Linked DNA regions of Gossypium hirsutum: region 1 is linked to region 2. Evidence: chromatin contacts called from public Hi-C data. All regions are on one chromosome and are shown on one strand. Each heading gives the region's core, a stretch centred on a gene start, on an enhancer-like site or on the middle of the called end of the contact. The rest is flanking DNA. Distances are from core to core; before and after follow the strand shown.

What was found. Hi-C and Micro-C count contacts between places; a contact is called where the count stands out from the background.
Region 1: a Hi-C map of leaf shows a contact between it and region 2, with 2.1 times the contacts expected there. The contact joins the promoter of LOC107927739 here to the enhancer-like site in region 2. A contact is called at or near these places in 8 of 34 Hi-C or Micro-C datasets (cotyledon, fibers, hypocotyl and 2 more).

Annotation. Positions count from the first base shown.
Region 1 is chrA12:9,711,422-9,714,182 of Gossypium_hirsutum_v2.1, forward strand. It overlaps LOC107927739 (VQ motif-containing protein 22), which reads right to left and starts at 1,451. Exons shown (of 2, transcript XM_016858844.2): 1 at 802-1,451; 2 at 336-693. The coding sequence starts at 1,251. The coding sequence ends at 631.
Region 2 is chrA12:9,632,786-9,635,639 of Gossypium_hirsutum_v2.1, forward strand. No RefSeq gene overlaps it. Among protein-coding and RNA genes, the nearest start is that of LOC107920691, 17 kb to the left of the region's middle. Within about 2 kb of position 1,501, at least 2 of the 9 cell types and tissues checked have an H3K27ac peak or open chromatin away from gene starts, as enhancers often do. A contact at or near this core is called in leaf, where this site is marked.

The DNA.
Region 1 (2,761 bases), core at 201-2,700, 79 kb after region 2:
TACCATGACATGGAGAAGAGGTAGAGAGATGACATGTTTTCATTGGTTCAGTGTGCAACCTTATATATCATCGTTGTTAACTTTTTAGAGAAAAACAATAAAATAAAAATAAATTGTACATGCATGAGATTCATGGTCATCAATTATTAATCCATTGCCATAATTTATTGGGTTTCTTCCTTATCTTGTTGTTGGTTGTGGATGATATCATAAACTTGTACGATGGGAGTGTCCTGTAGCAAAACTATACTAGTGTTGTGTATGTATATGGTCGTTTGTTTATTTTAGCTCCGATGCCCAACGAAGTGAGATAGCGCGATGGATTCAAATTTGAATGAAGGAAAAGTAAAGCCCCTTGATGGGGTTAGATTTATACAATAACCCTTATTTTTGTTTGCGCTGCTATATTACATTCCTATATGAACAAATTTATAGTATTGTCTGAAGAAGAAGACACTGCTTCAATGTTTATTGTTCATATCCTTCAAAGATCAAAGTAAAGAAATTGTAGTTCCTGTTTCCTTGTCTATGATATGGATACAGACAAAAGATATACTAAATAAATTCAAGTACTTGAATAAAGACATCAAAAGTAGGTGATGAATGGGTAGATTAAGTAAACATAAATCCTTACAAGAAGTACTTGCCATCATTTGCATTTTCATTGGTGTAAGGGACGTCCCTATTAAACGCCTGCAAAGAAATATTATCCAAGTCAAAATCGTGGAGGATCTGATCGGCGTTAGCTCTACTGCTAGAAGAGCTAAAGTAGGCATCGGGGTGAACATTGGGGAATGATACCGCATGATGTTGTTGATGACTTGGTGGATAATAATAATCGTTGGCAGCGGCTGGCATTACGGAACTTGCAGTCCCGCTCTGATTTTGATCACTCCCGAGAGCAAAGTTCAAGTTGATAGGGCCTCTTCTGTTGTTGGTTGAAAGGGGTGGTGTTGTAGGACAACCAGTAAATCGTTGCACTAAGGCTCGAAAATTGCTGGCGTCAGCATTGAGAAGGGTGGTGGGTGTTTTCTTGGAAGCTCTTGCCCGCCTTCTTATTGGCTTTGGGGAAGAACCCTTTGCCAACTGATCATCTCTTCCTGAGCTAAGGTTCAGCTGGTTGCTCTCCGAAGAGGCTACAATAGTGGCATCAACATCAGAGAATCCCAAGGATGATGATGCCGACATTTCATCCATACTTTGTTCATAGAATTGCATCCATTCACTGGAGGTTCCCGTAGAGGAGTTCATGGAAAGGAATAATATCAATTCACTGATTTTCGCTGCTATTTTTTTTTTTTGGGGGGGGGGGGAATTCTTTGATTATAGAAAGGAACAACTTTTAGCTTCAATTTGTTCATACATATATACTAGTGACAGATAATGTCTGGTCAAAGTAAACAGGTATACTCTTGACCCTGCTTACAGAGAAGATTAAACTGCTTGAGCCCAAAGCAGAGCAGCTTCCTGGAAACAACGTGTGTTAATATCAATTATCAAATGGGTCATCATCAACATATCACATGCCTATAGGCTAAGTTTAGACCTTTGCTTTTGGTGGGTCTTTGCTTCTCGGTCAACCTATTGCTTGAAAATAACAAATGAATTTAAAGTGTGGTTATTTTCCTCCGTTTTTCTTCTCCATTAAGTTGCATGTATACATAAGAACATGACGATACATGTCTTACACGATCAAATATAGATGAGTTTGAATTGAATTGAATTGGTGAGAGGCAATTCCCAGTAAAGGAGGCTGAATTTGCCCAAACAACATGCAAGATTGGAAATTGTAGGTTTTGAAAAGTCAGCATACCAAATATACCGGCTAGCTACATAATAAAAATGGGCAAGCTTCTAGATTCATATTTTCCACATTGCCCTCTTACATCAGTCCTATTCCATGCCAATCTCATGATAAATACATCCAAAATCAGTTTCTATCAAACCCAAACACAGAAACAAGTAATTATAGCTTGCTGGCTATTTCTGAGTTGCTGCCATGGGTTTCTCGTGAAGTAGAAAAATAAAGAAAGTTTGCAGTCCAGGGCATATTGATAATGAAGATGACATAACGGATAGCAAGTAGAATAAGAAACCATATATACTAATAATTGTTGAGATTACATTATGGTCATATTTACAGAAAAAACATAAAATAGTACTACTTGATTAATATAATATAAGGGAATTGTAGCTCGTGCGAATACTAGTTTTACTTTAAGGATGCCAATTCGACTTCTTTTTTCTAATATTATTAGGAACTCAGATGGGATTTATTGCTTGTTAAGCAAGCTGATGAGATAAGATTACTAATGAGTGGTATTTTCAGCAGGGGAGTCAGTCAAAAGAAAGGAAATAAATGCTGAATTTTGATATTTGTTTGTTTGGCTTGTCAGATGAACTCCATTTTATTTGCTTTATTTTCCATATTCGTTATACTCATTATTAACCCAAAATGCATTGGTTGTATGAATGGGAAAAGATGGGGGGGAAATTTCGCTTCTTTTATTGAAGTGTGGAAACGACGACTATTACTATATTCTTTTGTTTTGACCATCACCAAATTAAGAAAATGGATGATGGTAATTGGTCAAAGATGAACAGTATGGAATTAAGATAGAAGTTGACCAAGTGTTAATCACTCCTCTCTGCCTCTTTGTATGTGGCTTTACACTATCTACCATGTGACTCAGATTAAATGCCTTCAACCTACAACGGCTTATCCCTTTCGAAGAAACAAAATTCAAAGTTCAAACTGTTT
Region 2 (2,854 bases), core at 251-2,750:
TATAGTTTTAAGGTATGTTTGCATTGACAACGATGTTATGGAGCTCAGCGACCTACAATTTTCATCTGCCATGTGAATATAGAGTCATCACCTTGAGAAGTCGGATCGCATCGCAACTCAAAGTTTCAGTTGACAGTAATTATACTGTCCTGAGTTGAAGTTTTACTAGGGCTTCAATTTTACAAAGGTTATGCTATCAAGTGATGAAGCATATATGAACCCTAGTTGGCAGTGGTTATGCGGCCACGACAACGAGTTTTACCTCATCAAAGGAGAATGTTTTATAAAACTCAACAAAAGTTAAAGACGAAAAATATAGGGGTCTTTGAGTATAATCAAGTAATTCATTTTATGCATAATCACCAAAGGCGACGAGCTTGTTACTATAATCTGTGACAGAGTTGGGGGTAACAAGATCTCGGGCAGGGACGAGTTATTGTGCGGTGCAAAAAAGAGGAATAATTAACTAATTGAAATTAAATAATTTAATAATATTTTCTTACTATTTGTAAATTAAACACCGGAGATATGTTTGTCATCCAGACGAATAAGCTAATTTGTTATTTTACAAATTATAATGAATCAAATAAAACCCAAGAGAATAGGATTCAGAGAAAGACTTAAAACGAAATTATTGAGAGAATTGAAAATTAAAAAATGAGTTTAAAAAATTTTTTTTAAAAAGAAGTTTGGAAGGGTTTATATAGAAAAATATATGGTTGTTGGGGTATTAATGTAGCTGTTGGAATTGTGACCGTTAGGGGAAAAATTACTGTTGACATAAAAACGTGTCCTGTAGAATGTGTTTTATTTATCTTTTTAAAAACAATATATCTCGATAAAAATATAAAAAAAGACATAAATCTTTAAATATCTAAAAAATTCAGCATATTTCTTTAATTTGGCTAGAAGTAATGTTTTCTTTTAGATGGTTTGAAGTTTGAACAGATCCACCCGTCTTATTGGGTTAATGTTGAATTTGAAAACTAAAGCGTCGTCTATCGAAGGAATTAAGAATTTGGTAGTATAGTTAATTAGGAAAGGCTGATATCAGGCAGTGCTGCCACTGAGTCAATCCCCTCTAATTAATTTATTCCAAATTTTTACTTTGTCAATACCCCAAACTTTTAGTTTTTTAACACTAGTTACATCGGTTAAAGAATTATGGATGCATGCATATTTTACTTTTTCTATTTTTTAAAAAATAGTATAGTTAATGGTATAATTAGATAGTGTACATGACGCATTATGTTTATCTCTTACTAATATATAAAGACTAAATTTTAATAATAAAATAATAATAATTTTTTCTTTAATTTATTGTACATTAATTTTTTTTTTAATACTGGAAACCAAAATGCATTACGAAGGGCCTCCATCGAAATGGCATATATATCTTGCTTAAAAGTCATTGCAGAAATGAATATTTAAGTGGTAGGGACATCTGACTGGAATTTAATCCCATGTTGACCAATAATAAATGGATACATAGAGCCAAGGGAAGATGGAAGGAAATTATATTCCAGCCCAACACACAACGATGAGATTGGAGGTGGACTGGTTTGTACGTATTTGGTTTTCTATTTTCATTGCTTTCCAAAGCATTCTTCTGACCACTTTGTACTTTCAAACCAACATCATTAAATTATACTATGGAGTATGTGTGGAAATTTCTACCAAACGTTTTCACTCACATTCACAATTAAAATTACTCAGTGAGTCGAGTTGGGTGTATATAAGATATTTAGATTATTTTTTTAAGTTTTAGCTTAGTTTAAAAAATGAGTTTGTTTTTTTTATTTAAATCGATTTGTTTTAGGAAAAGTAAATTCAAACTCAATCTAGTTCTTTCATATTTAATTTTCTTAAAATTAATTTTATTTAAAATTAACTTTTTTAACAATATATAATACGTACTAAAAAAAGATTAAAATAAAATTTTTTAATGCATTAAAAAAATATTTATATTCAAAAATACCATAAATATAATAAATATTTTATTATATTAAAAAAACACAAATAAATATAATAAATACTTTATTTTATTAAATTTAAAATTTAAAATTTTATATTTTATATTTTAATTTGGGTTATTTAGTTAGATAATTTTTTTAAATCTTATGTAATCGATTTAATTATAATTGAATTAGTAGTTTAATATAAATATATATAATTATTACTTAACATATATAATTAATATAATATTATTTTATAACACAATATTCAAGCCGAACTTGAGTTAAAAAAATTTTACCTAAAATTCAACTCATATAAAAAACAAATCTTAAATTTTATTTAATCTAATTTTTCAGATATTATATTTTATACAAATCCTTTCATTTTTCGATCATAACTTCCAACCTCTGGGTGGGTAAGTTTATTCACAACCAACATCTCTTTGCAGCAGCAAAAAGATCTCTGACGTAATAACTATATCATTTTATATTTTTATAACTATATATTAAATACTATTTAAACTGTTAATAATCAATTTTTTTAACTCACATATTTTTTTAAAAGATATTAAATGCTATTTAATTTTTTTATAATCAACTTTTTATAGCTCGCATATTTTTATGAGGCAATTATATTCCATTAAACACTTTAATTGCATTTAAAATGTTAATAACTAATATATTAATGTGATTTTAACAGATTAAATATCTAATTTTACCCCAATTATAATTGTTTTTAATTAACTGATTAGTTAAAGGATTAAGGGTGTAAATTGTAAAAAGCTCTTAAACTTTAAAAAATAATAATAGTAATTAAGTCCTTTTTTTCACTCAATTAAATACTTAAACTTTCAAAATGTATTAAAAAGGCCCTTAAATTTTTAAAAAAAAGTAATAAG